Regions from separate parts of the Mus musculus genome. Here all the other regions are linked to region 1. A link is a contact called in public ChIA-PET, Hi-C and promoter capture Hi-C data. All regions are on one chromosome and are shown on one strand. Each heading gives the region's core, a stretch centred on a gene start, on an enhancer-like site or on the middle of the called end of the contact. The rest is flanking DNA. Distances are from core to core; before and after follow the strand shown.

What was found. Promoter capture Hi-C pulls out the DNA fragments that hold promoters and counts their contacts. A called contact is a pair of places that touch in the nucleus more often than the background predicts. ChIA-PET counts read pairs in DNA pulled down with a chosen protein or histone mark.
Region 2: a Hi-C map of muscle stem cells shows a contact between it and region 1, with 7 times the contacts expected there. The contact joins the promoter of Cwc25 here to the promoter of Sp2 in region 1. A contact is called at or near these places in 1 of 39 promoter capture datasets (liver), 1 of 484 Hi-C or Micro-C datasets (muscle stem cells) and 1 of 115 datasets of contacts at active chromatin or transcription factors (pancreatic cancer cells).
Region 3: a contact with region 1 is called in a promoter capture Hi-C map of liver, with 2.9 times the contacts expected there. The contact joins the promoter of Epop here to the promoter of Sp2 in region 1.
Region 4: a promoter capture Hi-C map of embryonic stem cells shows a contact between it and region 1, with 4 times the contacts expected there. The contact joins the promoter of Hoxb4 here to the promoter of Sp2 in region 1. A contact is called at or near these places in 3 of 39 promoter capture datasets (cranial neural crest and embryonic stem cells), 4 of 115 datasets of contacts at active chromatin or transcription factors (bone marrow-derived macrophages, embryonic hindbrain, embryonic stem cells and 1 more) and 1 of 9 other capture datasets (adipose tissue).
Region 5: an RNA polymerase II ChIA-PET map of memory CD8 T cells shows a contact between it and region 1, with 58 read pairs. The contact joins the promoter of Skap1 here to the promoter of Sp2 in region 1. A contact is called at or near these places in 2 of 39 promoter capture datasets (cranial neural crest and hippocampal neurons) and 2 of 115 datasets of contacts at active chromatin or transcription factors (memory CD8 T cells and thymic regulatory T cells).

What each region holds. Positions count from the first base shown.
Region 1 is chr11:96,975,631-96,979,916 of GRCm38.p6, forward strand. It overlaps Sp2 (Sp2 transcription factor), which reads right to left and starts at 2,058. Exons shown (of 7, transcript NM_001080964.2): 1 at 1,991-2,058. The coding sequence starts at 1,997.
Region 2 is chr11:97,764,373-97,768,658 of GRCm38.p6, forward strand. It overlaps Cwc25 (CWC25 spliceosome-associated protein), which reads right to left and starts at 2,241. Exons shown (of 10, transcript NM_026186.4): 1 at 2,053-2,241. The coding sequence starts at 2,070. It also overlaps the pseudogene Atp5l2-ps.
Region 3 is chr11:97,627,747-97,632,032 of GRCm38.p6, forward strand. It overlaps Epop (elongin BC and polycomb repressive complex 2 associated protein), which reads right to left and starts at 1,970. Exons shown (of 1, transcript NM_175332.3): 1 at 1-1,970. The coding sequence starts at 1,535. The coding sequence ends at 426.
Region 4 is chr11:96,316,405-96,320,690 of GRCm38.p6, forward strand. Hoxb4 (homeobox B4) reads left to right here and starts at 1,863. Exons shown (of 2, transcript NM_010459.7): 1 at 1,863-2,819; 2 at 3,626-4,286. The coding sequence starts at 2,366. The coding sequence ends at 3,924. Mir10a (microRNA 10a) reads left to right here and starts at 761; the gene lies at 761-870. It also overlaps a transcript of Hoxb3 not described here.
Region 5 is chr11:96,462,843-96,467,128 of GRCm38.p6, forward strand. It overlaps Skap1 (src family associated phosphoprotein 1), which reads left to right and starts at 1,749. Exons shown (of 12, transcript NM_001177899.1): 1 at 1,749-1,908. The coding sequence starts at 1,863. It overlaps Gm11529 (predicted gene 11529), which reads right to left and starts at 1,705. Exons shown (of 3, transcript NR_033524.1): 1 at 1,247-1,705; 2 at 729-773.

The DNA.
Region 1 (4,286 bases), core at 808-3,307:
TCCCCTCAGAGCAGCTGGGTGCCCAGGGGAAGATCCGGTTATGGACAAATCCTAGTTAGTTTTCTTTGGCAAAGAGCCTGTGTCTTTAGCAGCCTAGCTTGCGGAGCTCACAATGGTGTCAGAGCAGCTTATTTTTCCCAATGGCTGTTGATTTTACTCAAAGAGGCAAGTAGGAGGACTGGAACTAGACAGCTCATCCGTCACTTCAGCCAAAGATAACTCATGGTCACTGGTATTGATTGACGTCTGCCTGGTCACTAGAAACCAAGCAAATTGGTACACACCCATAACCTCGGCACTTGGGAGGCTGAGGCTGGAGCATAGAGATCTCAAGTTCAAGGCCTACACAGATCACAGGACAAACACACGCCAGCCAGGGCTTCACAGCAAGACCAGGCTCCAACACCCTACCACCTAAATAAGAAACCACTGCAACACTGACATAAGCCCTATTGGGAGGTTCTGAGATCCGCGCTGTTCATTGTCCTTAAGAATTTAAAAGAAAACAAGACACTGCAGTTATACTCATCGCTACAGACAATGGACTTCTTTGTGTCAATAATGGAAAATGCTACTGTGTGGTCTGGGCTCTTGTCATCCCCTGTGCCAGTTCACTGTGAGCTGGCTCACCCTAACCTTTCTAGCCCTCCAAGACAGCTCAGCCGTAGAGGTGCTTGTCCAACATTTGTGGATTCAACCTTCATCACCACAGGGGGGTGGGGGGGGGGTGTCTCAACTCAGGGTTTTGTCCTCTGTAATGCCAAGGGCCTTCTAGGGCACAGCATGGAACAGCTGTAGCCTGTTCCTGCCAGTACACACTGAAAAGTTAATCGCCTTTCTACAATGAAATCTGTATAAAGGGGACCCTTGGGCCAATTCCTGGCTCACAGACCACTGGCTATGGTCTGCCTCTCTCCTCGTTGACAGGCCTCTACAGGCCCAAACTTTTATTTTGATATGTAATAATCCTGTAACCTCCTAAAAATGGGGAAAGTTCAGGAGAAAAAACCAAACAGAGTCCCCCTGGATCATGTTAGTTATGAAACGATTAAACATGACAGGCTATTAGAATCAAAACCAAGGAATGTAGAGAGGACAGGTTTCTCAGTCGCCCAGCGCAAAAGACAGTTCCTTTTCTACTAAAACTAGAATAAGGCACTGGGAAAGAAACCTAAGAAGGAAGGGAAGATTCTGAGCACCCTTAAGCCAGCAACGCGGATGAAGAAAAGCATCTATTTTATTTCTTAGGTCATCTGTTACGAGCGATAGCGCCTACGCTTTTTTGGAATTCCAGTGCATTTTTGCCCAACCCCCCCACCCCCCGCAAGGGGCATCGGGCCATAGCCTGGGAGCTCTGTCCACAAGTTCTCCAAACTTCTAAAATTCCAAGAGCTTGCAGATACTAGCCGCAGGCTCAAGGATCCAGGTATAAACATTAAAAGTCGGTTTTTCGTTCAGCAGTCATCTGCCTAGGGCGTTCCCTCCAATCCTGCCACCCTCTGGGACTGCGGTGGCCCGGCCAGCAGGCTGCAGTTCAGACCAGCAGGGCCCATCTGACTGGCACCACCTGGGTCCCAAGCCTGGGCTGCCCACAGGACGAGCCCGAGGGGGCGTCGGCCGCCTGCGTGGAGCAAACTCGGGCGCAGGCTGAAGGCCCGGCGCGACCCAAGCTGAGGGGGCGAAGGGGGTTATCAGGCTCGCCCTGCTGCCCCCGCCGCCTGCCAGCCCCGGAAGCGCCGCCCTCCCGCCCGGGGCTCCGAGGGGCGGGGAGTCTAACGCCCCCTTCCGGGTGCCTCCGCCCGGCCGGCCAGCCGCGCTCCTCCTCCGGGCGGGAATCCTTCCTCCCCCGCCCCTCCCGTAGCCGGGCCCCGGCGCCAGTCCCAGTCCCAGGGGGGCACCCCCGGTTCCGGCCTCCCCTCCCCGAGGCCTCTGTCCGTCTTCCCGACCCTTGAGGGCCGGGAAGACGCCGCCGGCAGACGCCAGGACCCACCGCTCATTACGACATCTTCCTCCCTGGCCTCCGCCGCCTCCGCCGCCACCGAGAGCCTGACACCGCCCGCCTAGCACCCGCCAATCCCGGAGCCCGCCACCGCCCGAGCGACGGCAGCTTTTACCAATGAACGCTTGGTACATTGGGGACCGACAGCATTTTCAACCAATCATTGGGAAGCATCTAGAGTGACGTTGGTCTGGCCAATAGAACTGTGAAGTGTCATTGATAGACGGTAGGAGTCGCCAACCGGAAATCAACGGGGGAATGAACGACGTATCCTTTAGCCAACTGGCGGGAGGCAAAGTCCCGCCTGCTAGGAGGTTGATGGACAGCAACAGGAAGCTGGGTGAGGAGGGGCTTAGCCGAGAAGTGTTTTTGTATTGGTCGTAATTGACCTTCCACCCACCTCTAACCCAGCAGATAAGTGATAGATCTGCCCTAAAGCCAATCAGAAGTGCTACTGTGAAATGCCCCGTAAAGAGCTTATACATCTCTCAATACAGTCTGGCATGGTGAGTCTCAAGTGTAGCTGTCGGATACGCGGTGCCCGGCCCCCAGTGAGCGCATCGCCTTCACCTCAGGCCCTCGCCCGCCATCCATCGCCTCTCGAGAGTCGACGACCTGGCAGGAGTTGGGTTACCTGGCACTTCCTAGAGGGAATTGTCATTATGTCATCTCAAGCCCCTGTTAATCTTCACCAATGTTTCGCAGAGCTTCCCTGATCCTCTCAGCTTCAGACAGGCGTGTTTGAGCCTTTATCAAAAGCAGATCCCTAGGGTCGTCCCTAGTTACATTTGCTATTTCCCGGGGGGCGGGGTGTGTGTGCCTAGAATCTGCATTTTAGCCTGCGCCTCAGGTGGGCAGAATTGCACGCTGGCATCCTAGCGACCCTGCTTGGTCTCTGCTTCATCTCCTCCTGTATGAGGGGCCGTGCTTGACAGGCACCACAGGTAGGTTTAGCTTTCTCTTCCAGGCCCTCTGCGAACGACTAACTTAGGCAAGCTGTACGTAGCACTCAGAGGGAATTCACGCTGGCTTGAGACCTGCGTGGGTAGGAAACCCCACACCCCATCTGCAGTGGACCCTTAGACTCTTGTTGAAGCCAGAGCACTCACACATCCACCTCATAGTACCACCCTTCCTGGTTGGTTTTGTTTTGTTGTTTTAACCCACAGTGAGAAAAAAATGTTTTACATCCAGTAAATTAACTTATAAGAACATGTAACAAAGCTTCCCAAATCAACATTTGAGAGACATTGATCGCAGGTAGATGAGACACATACATCCCTGCTGGGGTCTTATTTGCTGAGGATCAAGTCCCCAACACTAAGCATGAACTGTATAAACACTAAGCATGAACTGTATCGTCGAGCTGTTCCCCAGCTCTCATTACATTTTCTCTTCGCCTCTTCTATCTTCCTCCTCCTTCTTCCTGTCACTTCGAAGAAAAGGTTGCTGAGATAAAGTGATAACAAAATATAGAGCCAAGCTGGGTGGCAGTGGCCCAGGCCTTCAATCCCAGCAGCAGGGAGGCAGAGGCTGGCAGATCTCTGACTTTGAGTCCAGCCTGGTCTACAGTGAAAGTTCCAGGACAGCCAGGACTACACAGAGAAACCCTGTCTAAAACAAAAACCACACACACACACACACACACACACCACAAACCACAAACAAAAAAATAAATAAATAAACAATAAAGAGCCAAATGCTTAGAGTGTAGTAATTTGGAATTACCAGTCTACCTCTCTCTGGTTAGGTTTTGAAACACCAAACATCAGATGCTATCAGTTCTGGAGCTAGAATCCTTCACTTGGGGCTGGGAAGATGTCACTTGCTGTTCAAACACAAGAGGCCTGAGTTCAGAGCCCGTGTGAAAAGCTGGAGTTCAGCCTCTGTAACCCCACCTCTCACATGTGAGGTCAGGGCGGAGACCGGAGGATGGCTGGAGTCTGCCAGTGGCCAACCTAGCTCCAGGCTTTGTGAGACACAGCAACAGAGCAGGACCCAGTGTATGTCCTGCTCTGGCGTCCGTGTGCACATGTGTGCCCACGCACCGTTCCTTCATTGGGACTCTATGTCCTTTATAAAATCAAAGCTTTCTGCTTAAACTGGGTCCTTCACCCTTACACACACAAACACACACACACACACACACACACACACACACACACACACACGCACACATACCCTCCATGCTCTTGTCTTTCATGCCTTTCCCCACCTTTCTTTGCTTCCCTAGTCTTTTCTCTCAAGGAAAGGTGTCACAGTCCCTAAACACATAGGAGTTCCCTTT
Region 2 (4,286 bases), core at 991-3,490, 790 kb after region 1:
GCATCCTTACCACAAATCTAGCCCTCTCCCTCCCAGGAATCTCTCCTTGTTTCTTCCCCTTCACCCTCAATGAGGGTCTCTCCTCTCTCCTCACTCTGCTTTGCTTCAAGCTGTAATCCTAGAAGTTTCCCCGAGGAGGCAGCCTCTAAGGATAGCTGGAATAAAGCTGGCGACGTGGGAAGCACCATAAGCTGAAACGGCGCTCACAGCCACAGCGTGGCTGGAGGTGGAGGGCAAGCTGATGGAGAAGGGGGTGTCAGAGAAAGCCAGCTGAGAAGGGAGCTGATCAAACCCTTTACAGGCATGCGAAGGGCCTGCACTCCACCCTGTTGGTGGCAGAAACCAAGAACTGGCACAGTGTAGGCGAGAGGTACCACTGGCTATCACGTGAAGAATGGATTGGAAAGGTATAAATTAATTATTTATTACCAACCTCCCGGCAACCAGAGAGGTGCAAAATGGGAGACCAGCTAAGAAGACTAAATACACAAAGTGCCTTGCAGATGCAAAGCACACAGTCAGCAAAAACACAGATGTGTGTGTAATGTGTGTGCATGTACGTATACACGCAACCAGGGCCTTGCTACTTAGCCCAGACTGCCTTCAAACTGACCAGGACTGCCTTCACCACCTCCACCACCACAAACACACTCGCCCTTACTTTGTCCTACATAGATTTTCCTTTCCATCCCAAGGCACCAATGGCAACCAGGGTCTGGAGAAATTTGCAGATGTCACCATTGCATGAGAGTGCTAAGGGCACCCTGTGGCTAGACGCTGCTGAATATACAAGTTACAGGACAACTCCACCACACAGGCAACAGAATCACCCAGATTACAGGTCTCCTGGCAAGGATGGCAAGTCTGGGTTGTCAGCTTCAGTTGAGGCACTGCCTCCATCAGATTGTGGGAATGTCTGTGAGTGTGTGTTCTTGAGTATGACCTGAGAGAGGAAGGCCCAGCCCACTGTGGGTGGAGCCATCCCTAGGTAGGTGGTCTACCTGTGTAAACAAGGGAAGCTGAGTAAGGCAAGAGAAGCAAGCCAGTAAGCAGCATCCCTCCATGGTTTCTACTTCAGTTCCTGCCTCTGGGTTACAACTTGAGCTGCCTTAATGATGGGCTATAACCTGTAAGATGCAAGAAGCCTTCTCCTCCGACAGTTGCTTTTGATCTTGGTTTTATTACAGAAGTAAACTAATGCACTGTCCATAATAGACAGTTACATGAAGCACATACTAAACTAGACTAACTTTGATGGAGCCCTGCAACTTGATCCAATTAAGGACACCCGGCAAATTCAGCTTAGTGGACAGATACCCAAACTGATGTACTTATTGATTCAATTACCTTCACTTTGAGAAGATCAATAGTGTCCTAATCTAGCTCTCTGCTTCTTGGATATTTCTGCCTTATTTAAGGCATTCCTTCCCCACAAACGAACTACAGGACTTAAGAGCAATTGCCACTTAACATAAAAAAAAAAAAAGTGTTACCGATACCGAAGAAAGCTGCCTCCTCACTACACATCAAAGCAAAACACTGATGTAAGGAAGGAAACAAAGATGGAAAAGATTTGAAATGGACGCCTCTAAACGGCACAGCTCAGGATGGGAAATGACTGAAGCCCACCCTTTCAACAGTCCAGGTCCAGGATACAACTGTGAACTCCTAGCTAAAAAAGGGGGAGCAGGGGAGGCTATGTCCGAAGATAACATACACAAAATAAAGTCTACGTGCCCAAGATCTACCTCCTTCCATACCATGAGTTCAACTGTCCCTTCCCTAACCTTAGACTTCCTGGGAGCCCCCGGGAAGCCCCCGAATCAGCAAATCCTGACAACAGCAAACATTCCTCGCCGCACATCTTCCCGAGGCTCATCTCAGTCCCTCTGTGGGCTTCACCATCCGCTCCCTCTCCATGTTTATCACCCCCTTGTGCTGAAATCAAGACTTCATTACCAGGGTTACCGACTGCTACCCCCGACTTTCACCCCACCCCGGCGCCTGTGGGTCTCGGGCTCAGTCGTCGCTGCCCAGGCCTCTAGCACTTACCAGGTCTCCGCCTCCCATGATGGTGGAGACGGTTCTTCAGTCTGTGGACCTGAAAGATTCAGCGAAGGCAGAGAGGAAACCTAGGGAAACAGTTCAGAGACGGCCTCTCGGGACCTAATCCCTACAGGAACCAGCTGCCCTTTTCCCCGCCCGCTCTAGCTCGCACTTCCGGGGTGGTGTCATATGACTGCGTCAGCGTCTCGGCTCGATGACGTTTGGTATGAGCGCTAAGTCTACGTGAACCTAGAGTCGCAAGTACTTTCTACCCTCCGTCAGTTTTGGTGGCCTCTTTTTGGTTGCCTCACGTAAGCCCCTGGCCCCAACTGTTGAAAAGCCATAGGCGGGTTCTGTTGCCTTGGCAACGCATCAGGGCTCTGCCGTAGAAGCGAGACAGTGTAAGACCTCAGTATCTGCCAACTTAGGCCGCCTCCCCATCTCACCGCTACACCAGGGTTTCCAAACCAGCTTTTCGGCCAGCTCCCTCATTCCCGGCATGTTTTATAGAAATAGATGCTATCAAACAAAATCCCAAAAGCCAGATGTCATGGCACACCCCCAGTCATCTCCCACGCTTGGTAGATGGAAACTGGCCAGCTCTGGCACAAAGTTTGAGATCATTCTGGTCTGGAAATACCTATTTTTATTATTTTATTTATTTTTGTTTCCTAGACAGTGTCTTTCTATGTAAAACCCTGGCTATCTGGGGACAGTGTAGATCAGGCTGGCCTTGAACTCAGATCTATACCACTTGCTTCTGTCACCAGAATGCTGGAATTACAGACTTGCTAAACTATAGCCAGCTTGTGTCTTTATTTTTATTTTTTAAGATTTATTTATGGGCCTGTCAGTAGTGGCACACGCCTTTGGTCCCAGCACTTGGGAGGCAGAGGCAGGCAGATTTCTGAGTTCAAGGCCAGCCTGGTCTACAGAGTGAGTTCCAAGGACAGTCAGAGCTACACAGAGAAACCTTGTCTCAAAAAAAAAAAAAAAAAAAAGAAAGAAAGAAAGAAAGAAAGAAAAGAAAAGAAGAAGAAGAAGAAAAGATTTATATATAAATAAGTACATTGTTGCTGTCTTTAGACACAACAGAAGAGGGTATCAGTTCTCATTATGGATGAGTTTGTGAGTCACCAGGACCTTTTTTATTTTGGTTTTTCAGAGACAGGGTTTCTCTGTGTAGCCCTGGCTGTCCTGGAACTCACTCTGTAGACCAGGCTGGCCTCGAACTCAGAAATCTGCCTGCCTCTGCCTCCTGAGTGCTGGGATTAAAGGCGTGTGCCACCACCCACCCCCCCACACCCACCCCCGGCCACCAGGACCTTTTGAAGAGCAGTCAGTTGTCTTACCCACCAAGCCATCTCGCCAGCCCTTGTGTTTTTATTTTTGAGTTGTTAGAATTAAAGAACTGGAGTGATGGCTCAGCCATTAAGAACACTGGCTCCGAGCTGGTCGTGGTGGCACATGCCTTTAATTCCAGCACTCGGGAGGCAGAGGCAGGTGGATTTCTGAGTTTGAGGCCAGCTTGGTCTACAAAGTAAGTTCCAGGACACCCAGGGCTACACAGAGAAACCCTGTCTTGAAAAACAAAACAAATTCAGCCGGTGGTTCGGGGAGACATACCTTCCACCTTAGACCATGGCCAAGTTCATCCGTAACTTCGCGGAGAAGGCACCGTCGATGGTAGCCGCTGCCGTGACTTACTCGAAGCCTCGATTGGCCACATTTTGGCACTACACCAAGGTTGAGCTGGTTCCCCCAACCCCTGCTGAAATCCCTACAGCTATTCAGAGTGTGAAAAAAATCATTCAAAGTGCTAAAACTGGTAGCTTCAAACACCTTAGAGTTAAGGAAGCTGTGCTGAATGGTTTGGTGGCCACTGAGGTGTGGATGTGGTTTTATATCGGAGAGATCATAGGCAAACGTGGCATTGTTGGCTATGATGTTTGAAGACCAATCTTTAACTTCTGATTTGAGTTCTTATTTGAATGTTCTTGGACCATGTGTAACAGGACTGCTATCTGAATAAAATACTAGGTGTTGAAAAAAAAAAAAGCAAAAACAAAACAAAAAAAGAACACCGGCTGCTTTCAGAAGACTCTGGTTTGATTTCTAGTACGTAGGTAGGGGCTCATCACCATCTGTGGTTCCAGTTCTAGTGTCGCACACCCTCGTTTGTCCTCTCTAGCCACACAAGTGATGTACAGCCATACATTGCAAAGCTCCCCATACACATA
Region 3 (4,286 bases), core at 720-3,219, 650 kb after region 1:
TCACCTTCAAACCCCAACCACAGCCCCCACACCGCTAAACTGACCCTCATTCAAACATGGAAACAACCGGTTTGTCCATCACCAAGGTCCGTCCCTCTGTCCCTTTCTTTTGGTCTTCGGGCCTTAGCCGCTGTGCTCCCCTGCGGTGAAGGCTCTGCCCGCCCGCAGGGAGGACGGAGATGGTCACTAAGCTTTCTGCAGGCTTTCCCGGACGCCAGTCCTTGGATCTTCCACAAAGATGAGTAGAAAGAGCATCAGCCGGACCTCTCGGGTGCTTGAAGATCACTGTCATTTGAGGTCCCGCGGGCCACAGCCCATAAAATGCAAAGCAAAGATCAGCCAAATTTCAGAATCGATGCTCCCTCCTGGAGCCCTCAGTCTGTCCGGGGAACCCAACTTGCCCCCGGGTAGAAGAGGTCCGACGCTCATAGTTCTTCCAAGTTGACCCACCAGGATTTGAGACCCGGGGGCTCAGGGACAGCGGGTCCTCCCATCTGCCACTTCCACAGCGGGTGGGCAGGCGGCGGCTTGGCGTCTCCCTGGAGGCGAAGCGAGGAAGCCGGCCCTAGGTCTCCGTTCTCTTCCACCACCAGAGCTGGGGGACAGGGGAAGCAGTCAAGGAGGCTGAAGGTGCTCGATGTAGGAAGCGTCGGGACGGGCCGCCGTGGCTGCACACTGGGCGGGGGCGGCGCTGGCCGCCGTCGTTTCTTGGCTGCTCCACGGGCTTTGGCCGCGGGCCGTTCGGGCCCTCGGCGCAAACTTGGAGTGTCCAGGGCGAACCCCTTCGCGTAACACCAAAGTTTCGAGCGGCGGATCAGGCGGTTGAAATGTTCCTGGCGGAGATCGCGGGGCGGGTCCGGTGCTGCGTCTGCCGTCGAGGGGCTGAGCGCGGGTGCCTCAGGCGCGGTCGGCGCAGGGTCTCCACCCCCTGGAGCCTCGGAGGCCGGCACAGGCTGCTCGGAAGGCGCAGGCTCCGGGGAGAGGCCCGCAGGTGGCGACGGAGGCGGGGAGCCGGGCTCAAGGGGCGGACTGCTAGCTGCATCAAGACCCCGGGCTGGCCTGGGCGGGGACCAGGCGGGGTTGGTCGGAGAGTCCTGAGGACGCAGGGGAGCAGGGCAGCGGCCCGGAGGTGCGCAGGAACCAGCGCCGAAGTGCGGGAAGCCGCCTCCGCCCTCTTCCTCCTCTCCACCGCCTGGGCACACCGCGACGTCTGCATCCTCGCGGGCCGGGGAGCTCACGTCGCTCGGCCGCCCGGCCTGTCCCCCGAGGTGCTTCAGGCCGTCCGCGGCCCAGCCTCCTGTGCATGGCGAGGCCGGGGGGCCCAGCAGCACCGGGGTCCGCGGCGCCAGCTCTCCAGGCCCCAGGCCCAGGGAGGACGGCCGGGGTTTGGCAAGGGCGCAGAAGGCGAGGGCACGCAGGCACAGTGGGGAGAACTCTGGGGTCCCCCGACGCGGCTTCAGGGGCGTAGGCGAGCAGGGAGACCCCCGCGGGGAAGCGGGCACTGCCAGGCGGGGAGGAGGACACAGAGTCTCCATGGAGCAGCCTTGGGGGTCGCCCACTGCGGGGGCCCTGGTCCCAACGGCGGGATACCCCGGCGGCCCGAAGAGCCTGCGGGCCAGGGGAACATCGCCCCCCGTCGACGGGGAGGTCTGTGCTCACGGGCGTCCGGGGCCCACCACCAAGAGCCCGCGGCGGCGCTCCGGCTCTCTCCTCGGTATCGTCACGCGGCCCTCGCCGCGGCCGGACTCCTGGGTCCCCGCGCGTCCCCGGTGCGATCGGTCGCGCTTCCTGCCGCCGCGTTCCCGGCGCAATGCCCGGCACGATCACCCCTCAACGCCGAGGCGGGGGCAAACAAAGCAGCCGGCGCTCGCCGCCGGCGGGAAGGACCCCGGCCCGGCGCCCGGTGCCCGGGCCCAGCGGCGGGGAGGGCGCCTTCCGCCCTCTCAGCTTCTTTCTTCCCCGCTGGCTCCGGAGACCGCGTTATAGAGAACTGCCCCCTCGCTGCCCCAATACCAGCGCCGCGGCTGCGAGCCCGCCTCTGATTGGGCGCTGCTGCTCTGACGTCACGTAGACCCCACCCCTCTGGCGGCACGGCCCCCGTCCCCATTCCGCACACAGACACACACACGTGGACCCGGAGCTGCTGGGCTGGAGGGCGGAGAGCAGGGACGCGTGGATCTAGGCGCGCGCGGGTGGAAGTGCGAGGGGCCAGACGCACGGCTCCTGGTGGCCTGTTGATGGCCTGGGATCGTTTTAGCTGGTCGCAGGTCCAGTCACTTGTTTACCCAGTAGAAGTCGCGGTTTTTCCGCATCTGTAAAATGGGAAAGTTTGTTTCAGCCCTTTGGAAGAAAATGGTGCTCCGTGAATTCAGAGAGACAAACTCAAAACCAACGTAGAGGAAAAAGATGAAGCCGAGCGTCGGTGGCTTAAGAGCTTGGTGTAGCAAGGAGTCGCTTGCTAAGAGTGTCCTGTGGTCTTTGCTCAGGGCCGGTAGAACAGGGGCCTGGCACTCGGGAACTCAAAAGCAAACAAAAACGCTTGTAGAGTGAATGATTAGGAATTCGCTATATATGTGCAAGATTCATAAAAGAAAAAAATAAATTTGGAGAAAGGGGAGCTTCGACACACCCACGGAAGACAATAAGCTGACTTTCTCTCCGTACTTGTTTCCTTTTCTTGGTGAAGTATGGAAGTGCCCCACATCTTAACGGAATTCCAACGCGCTGGCACCGTTGGGAGCCTCCAGATCCCAGGACTCGACCATCTGGATCCTGAGCGACCTGAATGGGTGGAAAAGACCAAAAACCTTACTCTCCATCCACAAACAAAAAGTGAATAATTTCCAGAACATGCTCTGATAATGTACACATCTCTCACATCTCTTCCCCTCTAGTTCCTACACAGCCTGCTCATTTGTGAAACTGGCTTGTTCCTTAGTGCTGACCTCTCCTCGGAGTCTAGAAAGAGCTGGTGCCCTGGCTGCACAGTCGAGCCCAGCGGCCAGTAGAGCATCCAGTCTTGATCACTGCTATATCCCTACTGCCCAAACGGCACAATAAACATTTGTGAGTCTTTGGGCTATTCATCGTCATCCTAAAATCAGGTTAGAAACAGCTGCTTTTCATCTGCAGAAGTACACGAGATTTATATGTTGGCTTGGACTAGGGGTAGGATGAGACTGAGGGATACAGATTTTTCTTCTGAGCCAGGGCAAAAGAAAGCTCTCCCTCCCTCGCTGATAGGGTCTCACCCACCATGTGGCCTGGAACTCCAGCGTCTGGCTTCACCCTCCCGAGTGCTACACTTAACATGTACAATCGCTTTTTCTGTACCAGGACAAATGATGCAGCTTGCATCCTCATCCTCCCAGCGGTGACAATAGACACACTGTTTTTCTAAATAACATCAAACAAGACCTGAGAAGAAAGGGATGGGAGGATGGGCCCCCCCCCCCCCCACACACACACCCTTTCCTTGGCAGAGACCCAAGGTAAAGCTTCAAAGTGGGACTTACTGATGAAGAGGGTTCAATATTCTGATCTCCCACTTCCCCTACCCCAGGTTTCCTCTAAGGAACAGCTGTCATGAAGTGGGTGGGTCCCTCTGGGGTCCTGCCAGGTCACATGTTTGAACTGGATCTAACCTCCAGGCTCCTTTGCCCATAGAGCCCTCACCCTACTTTAATCTCTCTCTCTCTATCTGGAAGACATTATAGAAGGTGGGTGATCTGCACTAGGGAGGGGGTTGGAAGCCTTAGCAGGATGTTTTTGGCTTAGAGAGAGAGACATCTAACTCCATGCTCTTCTCTAGGTTCTGTGACAGATGTCTGAGATCAGCCTTGGCCCACTGCAGGAGCTTGGCCTGGGAGGCTCCTTTCTCTTCCCCGTTTTCTGGTGTCTCTCGAATTTGCAGCCCTGCACCCAGCACGGTGTGGATCTCTGTGTGAATAAATCAGGGAAAATTATATAACAATGCAGCTCCCAGGCTTCTCCCTTCTCCCACTCCAAAGCTGCCAGCTCCCCAACCCTGAGATAAGGGTTTTAATGAAGGGGTCAACACGGTTAAAGAGTTCTCCCCTGGAGGAGAAATTCCCTCCACCTTCCCTTCCCGGAATACATGGAAGCAGTTAAAAACACTGTGGGGAATGGGTATATGCCACAGTTGAAATGACCCGACGTCAAGGTACCATCTTTTTCAGAAGACTTGGTGGGGGCGGCTATGATTGCCCAGATACGCTGTGTCTCAACGTCCCTTTCAGAAAATGGGACAACTGTGCTTTTCTCAC
Region 4 (4,286 bases), core at 613-3,112, 660 kb before region 1:
GGTATGGGGGGGATATGTGAGGTTGGGAGGGGCCTGCACATCATCTGGCTGCAACTTTTATGGTTCCTCATTGCCCTTCATTCGGAAATGAACTGCCTTTGATCTTCTTCTCAGGTTGTAAACGGAATTGCCCGTCATTAAATATGGGGGGGGGGGCCATCTGTTTGGTCTCCCAGCATTTTTCCTCACAGCTGTTTTTCTCTCTCTTTTTAGCATTCACTTTTTCCAAAAGGACTTTTATTACACCCCCTTCACACCCAGACACCTCTCCCTCCTCCCTTTGCTTTGGAAAATATCTATATATGTGTTTGATCACAAACTAAAGGCTGTGGGGGCAAGGGAGGAACCTATTTGGGGTTTTGTATTTTTTCTTAAAAAAAAAAAAGTCATGGGGGGAGGGGAGGGGCCGAGGGCACCCAGAAAGGCCTGATTCTGACTTCGAGGCAGCCTCGGGATGACCCTTCCTTCTTTTGTGCTTAGCTAATGTTTACATCTAATAATTCATGCGCCACCGAAAGTCGCGCGGCAGCCACGAGGTTCGAGTCCCTTTGCACAACAGCTGCCTTTTTAAAAAATCTTATTTTATTTTTTGAATAGAAAGTTGAAACCCCTTGTAATCCCAAGAACGGACCCACAGTGACTTTTCTGCTCCCAGATCTCAAAATTAAAACAAAACGAAATAAAAATGAAAACATTCAGATCACACCCAAAAGAAGAACGCACGGAAAGTAAGAGAACTGGAAATTTCCTGGGCCAAGAAGACCTGTCTGTCTTCTGTATATACCCTGTAGATCCGAATTTGTGTAAGGAATTTTGTGGTCACAAATTCGTATCTAGGGGAATATGTAGTTGACATAAACACTCCGCTCATATTCTTTCCCAGAAGAAAAATAGATTATTTTCTAAATGAGGACAATCCAGTGACTGCCTTCAAGAAGACTCCTTTTCTTTTCCTCCCTCAACCAATGAGGGAGAAATCTCATCTACCTGAGGTGTCCCCATGCACACCCCTGGAAGCTTGGGTCCTTGTTCACTCAAGAGATTAATGTTACTGGTGTTTTAAAATTTATCTTTAAGCCCCAACCTACCTATTCTTATTCTGGGTCCAGGGGGCTTTATTGGAAATCATGAGGAGGAAAAAAAGATTGCTGAAGGCTGCAGTGTGCAAAGGCAAAGGAAATTTGCTTTTTAAAAGGATGCGAAGATTGCTGTTTCGTTGAATTCAAGACAAGATGCCCTGAAAACATAAGGTTGCCATGGGTGTTCTTGTGCGTGTGATGTTGGTGGGGGCGTCACAGCTAGGGCTCCTTTACTTAGTATTCAAGGTTGTGAAATTTCTTTCTGCCACACTGACAGAGGCGGCGGCTTTAGCGGCAATTAGAACTCTTGGTTAGCATTGCTTCGACGAATCTGGAATTAGCAAATTACTATTCAATTGGTTTTAGGAACTTGCGGGTTTGGTTTGGTTTCATTGTATCTTCTGTCTTTAGTGGAGGGAGTCCAGCCGTTCCTCTGACCTTGGGCCTTGTGGGTTAAAGGGAGGGAGTGTTGAGGAGGACAGACTGACGGACACAGCCGATGCTCATAGTGCAGCTAAATGCGATTTGGAAGGCGAAGTCTCCCCGAATTAGTGCGTGAATTTCCTATCGATCTGCTCGCGGTTCCATTCATCTCTGACAAGTCCCTCTGCGCACCCGCCTTCTAGCTCCCGACGCCTCCTCACTCACCTCCTACCCCTCCCCATCTGGCTGCACTGAGAAGCCCCAAGCTCAGCGCCCCTATGACCTAGTGGGTACCCATTTCAAGAAGGCGCTCCCTGGTCGGCCAACCACTTAAAACCCCACACAGACACCTAGTGCGTGAGCTCCCTCTTATCCTGGGGAGGAGATGGGGCCCTATGGGAGTCAGAGAAAGGTTGGTGGAGATTAGGTAGGGCAGGGGTGGGGGCTACACCCGCAGCCCCAACTTCTGAGGGATGCAGGGTTTGTGCTCTGCCCAGCCCCCTCACCCCCAAACAGGCCCTCCAATTAACCTGCTCACTCTTTCTTAGTTCATCACCCCTCTCTGTTGTGGAGAAAGCCAGGCGAGGAGGGGGTCTCCCCGCGGGAGCCCTATGTAAATCCTGGTGTTGGGTGGGTGGGGAGGGGTAGAGAAGGGGAAATAAACCTCTTTGGCTGGAGTAGGGTCCGGGTGAGCAGATTTCCTTATCCGGGAATCGCAGGCCGGGTGGCCATTGGCTCGGAGGATCACGTGGGCCTCTAACTTTGTTCACTTGACAGTAAGTAGGAGGGCTTTCGGAAACAGGAAAACGAGTCAGGGGTCGGAATAAATTTTAGTATATTTTGTGGGCAATTCCCAGAAATTAATGGCTATGAGTTCCTTTTTGATCAACTCAAACTATGTCGACCCCAAGTTCCCTCCGTGCGAGGAGTATTCACAGAGCGATTACCTACCCAGCGACCACTCGCCCGGGTACTACGCCGGCGGCCAGAGGCGAGAGAGCGGCTTCCAGCCGGAGGCGGCCTTTGGGCGCCGGGCGCCGTGCACTGTGCAGCGCTACGCGGCCTGCCGAGACCCCGGGCCCCCGCCACCTCCGCCGCCCCCGCCGCCCCCGCCACCGCCCGGGCTGTCCCCTCGGGCTCCAGTGCAGCCAACAGCCGGGGCCCTCCTCCCGGAGCCCGGGCAGCGCAGCGAGGCGGTCAGCAGCAGCCCCCCGCCGCCTCCCTGCGCCCAGAACCCCCTGCATCCCAGCCCGTCCCACTCCGCGTGCAAAGAGCCCGTCGTCTACCCCTGGATGCGCAAAGTTCACGTGAGCACGGGTGAGTGCGTGGGCACCCCTTCCCCTCCCACCCCCGGCGCTTTACAGTGAAGGGACCTCCGAGGCATGTGGGGGAGGGAGCGAGGGGAAGCCAATTGTCCCCGCTATAAACTCGCCATTGCCAGAGATTTACGGTCTCCTGTTTTCAGAGCCACATAATTACATCGCCCATAAATTTTTATGGCCTAGTGGGCCCTGCGCCTTTGAAGTCATCCTCTTCTTCATTCTCCCAGCGACTTTTTCGCCAGGGATTCGCAGTCCCAGTAAAGTTGGAAGTTGGGGAGGGGTGTGGGAGGAGGGGAGGAGAAGGAAGAGGAGGAGGTAATCCCTATTTAAGCACAGAGTTGAATCAACTTCCTGGATTTCTTTTTTTTTTTTTTTTCCCCTTTCTTCCAATCTGGTACCTTGGCTGGAGAAGTAGGCAAAAGTTTTTACTAAGGGGAAGGCGCTGCTTGGAATCTGAGCAGTGAGGGTGGGAACTAAGCCGGGGAAAGGTCTAGGGCAACACCCCCTCCCACTACCCCACGCCATTGGGGTCCTCAAGCCAAAGAGTGAGATGAAAATCTTTCCAAGATTCCTCACAGTGCCCCTCCCCCAGGCAACAAGGACAACAGTACAGCCCTCCAAAAGTTTGAGTTTTTTTTTTTTTTTTCTTTCACGGGTCTTCCTTTTTCGACCCCCTCCCTCCAAGATGAGGTAGTGGGAGCAGGAGGCTCGGTGTTAGCTGGAAGGAAGAAAGGGTTTCCCTCCTCCCTTTCGGGGGCAATAAAACTTTCTCTTTCTCCCTCTCTCTCTGTGTGTGTCCAGTAAACCCCAATTACGCCGGCGGGGAGCCCAAGCGCTCTCGGACCGCCTACACTCGCCAGCAGGTCCTGGAGTTGGAGAAGGAGTTTCACTACAATCGCTACCTGACGCGCCGCCGGAGGGTGGAGATCGCCCACGCGCTCTGCCTGTCCGAGCGCCAGATCAAGATCTGGTTCCAGAATCGGCGCATGAAGTGGAAAAAAGACCACAAGTTGCCCAACACCAAGATCCGCTCGGGTGGCACCGCGGGCGCAGCCGGAGGCCCCCCTGGCCGGCCCAACGGAGGCCCCCCTGCGCTCTAGTGCCCCCCAAGCAGGAGTTCGAACATGGGGGGGTGGGGGGAACAGCGAGCACCGAAGGGGGTGCGGGGTATGGGAGGGTCCCCGGGCTTGAGCCCAGAAAAAATCTATCTACCCTACCCTCACTTTATCTATAAGGAATAAACACAGAGAAGGGGGGTAGGGAAGCCTTATTTATAGAAAGGACAATAAGGGAGCCGGGTAAAGTCCTTCGGAGACAAGATTCGAGTCTCTTGCTTTCTTCCTTTAAAAAAAAAAAAGAAAGAAAGAAAGAAGGAAAGAAAGAGAGAGAGAGAAAAGAAAAAGAAGAAAGGAAGGAAGCAAGAAAAGGAGGAAGAAAGGAAAAGACAGAAGAGAAATGGAGG
Region 5 (4,286 bases), core at 499-2,998, 510 kb before region 1:
AACTCCTGAGCACCTACCCTATGTGACCATGCTGACCAATGTCCTTAAATAAGGGGACGGGGCACTCTGGGTTCTCTTCAGATCCTAGAAACCTGCCTTTTACTAAAGAAAGAGGGAAGGGCTGTCCTTCTTTTCCCATTGCTGGAAGAAAAATGGAGGAAGTTTGTGCACTAGAGAGGGAAGCCTACCGCCCCCCTTTTGAAGAACAGTTTTATGTTTACAAAAAGAAGCATGTGTGTGAGCCACATAGCCTCCATGTTTAAACATGCACGCACCCCAAGTGATTTTAGAGCAACTTCAGTTTTATCTGGGAGACAGCAAGGTAGGAGGCAGCCTACACCCCCTCTGGAGCCTGGAAGAGGCAGCCCAAGCCTGTCACTATAGCTTCACCCAGTAAGAAGCAACACCATGGATTTGGGTTCTCTGGTGACCCCGACCGGGTTCTATCCCTTCAGTTCAATTTATTGCAACTTATAGGTGGGTTGTGAGGCCCTGAAACCAAGACCACTCCTTCTCAGGCGTCAGGACATGCTAAAGGCCACCAAAGTCCTTAAAAGTGAGGGTTCCTAAACTTGAGACTGCATCTTCCTGGGGTGTGTGCACACACTTATTCCAGGAGACATATACACCTGCCCTGTGCCCTTCTGAACGGTTTCTTGTCTTTGCTCTGCCTTCTACATTGAGATCAATATTATCTCCACCCCCAGGCAGATTAACAAATCGCTTACCTTCCTCCCTTCATGTGTTCCAGGACCACTCCCAATCCTTCTTACCTATTATGGGGATAGAATAGAATGAGAGAGGGAGAGAGGGAGAGAGGGAGAGAGAGAGAGAGAGAGATATGCAGGGGTCACATAATTACAGATAATTTTCTACCTGCAAAGTCTCCCCACCCTTGTAAAACCCCGGAGTCTGGTATTTAATACCAACAGGCATGCGCCAGTCCTCCTCTTGCTCTTTCGTATACCGTCCATGCTGCTCTACTTTCTTCAAGGCCTGTTGTACTATAAAATACCAATCAAATAAACAACCTTTGAGTACTTGTTCACTCACAAGCGGTCCACAAAAATAACAAAGGGTTCCACGTACCACTGCCCAAGTTCGTGCTGTAGCAACATCTTTGGTACCTACTACCACCCAAACTTGATCACTGACTGGCTGTACTTTGAGCGGGGAAGGGCACAGCCCTGTGATCTCGTTGATCACTTTCTTCCTTCCTCTGTTCCGAGAAAGAGCTGTTTCCCACCTTCTCTCAGCCTTTCACCTCCAGAGGGAAGGACATTCCCTCCGTGTCTCTCCATGGGTATTGCCTCTGATGCTGAGTCTTTCAAATGTTGGCGATCGGCATTGTCGCTGGGACTCCAGATTTTAATTTCTAACCAGCAGGGCTTTCCCCGACAGTGCGCTGGATCAGAACTGAGGCACTATATCTTTGGCAAGGACCAAGCTCTTTCTTGGATTCTGCCTCTGCACCCCAGTCCAGGAACAGCCATGGCCTTTTAAACCTACAGCCCCAAGGTCAAACTGCTCAGTGTTTAGATGTTTCCGCCAAAACCTAGCCTCCAAGGCTCTTGGGAATCTAGGCAATTTTTTGGTGAGGGGCTCAAAGGGCCACGCCATTGACTTTGCGTGCCACCTCAGTGGCACCAGTGCACCTGCGCCCGGGGTCCCGGGCTCCCGCCGCCGGCTGCGCGCGCCGCTTCCTGAGCGCGCGACCGGCGGCCCCGCCCAGCGCCTCCCCCCCCCCCCCAGGCGACAGCCGAGGTACAGGTGCCTGGGGTGCAGCTCGCTGCGCCCGCCGTCCGAGCAGGCACACGTCCCTTATCCCGCCTTCTGCTGCGGCCGCCCACTCGCTTCGCCAAATGCAGGCTGTCGCCCTCCCGGAGGAGATCTGTTGGCTCCTGGAAGGTAACTAACTCCTGGTTCAGTGCCAGACCTCTGTCCTGACCCATCCCGTCCGGGAGGGCCTCTCAGTGCTGGGCTGAAGGCAAGAAAGGAGACACTAGGGTACTAGTTCTTTAGCCTGGTCACTTACCTACTATAAGTTCCAGGCTTCCAGAGTCCTTAATCCCCCAATTGTCCCCAAAGCCCTAGCCTCTCTCTCATCCTCAAGGTCCCCACCTCTCCCTTGAGTTACATATTTTCTGTTCCTTCTAGGCATCTGTATCACTTCCAGATGCATCAACACTTCCAGGTCTCTAAGGTCTTACGGGTCAGTTCATGGCCTCCCTTGACACCTTGCTTGGTCTTGAACCTGTCACCCCGGGAAATCCCTGAGGTGTGCAGTGATTAGGTCTCATCCTTCCCAGTCCTGACTCCTCACCTTGTGGAAGACCCACACCTTTCTGGGTAGACATCTCCTAGGCACACAGTAGGGCTCTGGAGATTTATGGTCTTTGGGCCAAGCCTGGTGGTTAGGGGACGTCTTATAAGTGTGAGAGTCATTTCCTAACCTGAAGACTTCTAGGGGTGTCATAAACCTCAGAGTATGGTGTCCTTCCCTTCCCTAAGTGTCCTGTTGTGATGGTTTCACCTTTAAAACTGTCCTTTACAGTTAAGGTCACACTTTCCGACACTCAACATACACTCCGAAGAGACTTCCCTGATGGACGGTATCTTGTGCTTGGCTCCCATGGTGAAAATCAGTTTTACTCATTTTCCTATGACTGCCCTTCCCTTCCTGGGAGGACAGAAACCTGGAATCTGCAGTTGCATAAGGGTCTCAAGAGGAAACCGCTCAGAATTAAGCCTTTCGGCATCCAGGCGACACATCTGACACATCGTTAACAGATGGCCTGCTTTGGGCAGGTCATGATTTTGGCAAGCTGCATTCTTTCCAGTTTCTCTCAATTTAATTGGTTTTATATCTCCATTACCTTGTTATCTTGGGTATAAATGCCTCCTAATCAAGGATTTGGCCAGTGCTTTTGGATTCTGTCTGTAGCCCTGTTTCTATTCTGGATAGCGTCTCTGTAAGAGTTGGCGGCTATGTGTTTCTTTTGAGGCGATGTTTCAAAAATCTATTTTAGAAAAAGGTTTTTATCTATTTTTGGAGTGTATTGTGTGGGTGTGCATGTGCCACAGCCTGTTTGTGGAGTTCGGGTGGCAACTGTTGGGAGTTGGCATTCATCTTGCATCTTCTGGTGATGGGGATAGAACTCATGTCTTCAGGCTTGGTGGCAAGCACCTTTAGTCACCACCACCCTCTCTTGTACTTAGGGGATTGAATCTAGAACCTTACACAGGGTCATTAGACATTCCACTACTGAGCTATGTTCTCTAAATTATCTAAAAATCCACTTAGCTTGTAAACCAAGAAACTGTAGAAATAAAGTTATTTGGAAGATAGAAGAAATCACCAGGCATCTAACGAGATTTAGCCAGTGCTGGTTCAATATTAGGTACATAGAGGAAGTTGTACAATTGTCTTTGGTTTTTAGAGAAGGAATTGCAGCCACAAGTTGAATTCTACCCTTGTATTTAAAGACCGAGTGTCTCTTTTTATTGGTGTCAGTCATTTTATGAGAAGAAACCCACTTTACAAGCTTGCTAAATGTCACTTCAGTTTGGTGCACAGGCATCAATAGAAAAATTCCCTCTTATTTTCAGAGGCTAGCAACACAGTCCCCTCCTCCGACATTTTTGATGTGCAGTTCTTTATTGTTCAAAACTGACACTTTGGTAAACAACTCATTTTTGCACCTGCCGCCTTCCTTTAGCTCAGATCGTTTTCTTGTTAGCTGACTGTTTTTAATTGAAGTCTTCAGATCTCCTTCTAAAGCAGAACCTTTGTTTGCTGACAAGCAGAGCCGGGTATGAATGGAGATTAATTGCGTGTCACATACTTCTGTATCAAACTTGCTGTGTCTTAACAATCTCTGATAGTGCGCGGGTCTTTAGAAGATAGGGAGGAGTCTGAGGTTCCACTGTGAGGTGCTTCACTGGTTAACTGTTTCTTTAAAGCCATCCCTCCCTTTAAACGTGTAATTCTGCTCTTGATTCTGAAGTGGAGGGAAAAATATAAAGTGGGATATAACCAATGATTCTATTGAAAAGTGGTTAAAAATATGTTTTTGAAAGATTCATGTGATGATAATAACATATTGGCTATAGGTTTTTGTTTTTAATGGAATGCGGTCTCTATCGTAAAACAGTCAAATGATTCTCTGTGTTACAACTTGTGAATATTAGACATCTAAAATGGCTGTCAATTTGTTGTCTGGGTCTGGTTATACGCCTCCTCCCACCACACACTTCTTAAGGTTCACCGTTAGCAGTTAAGAAAT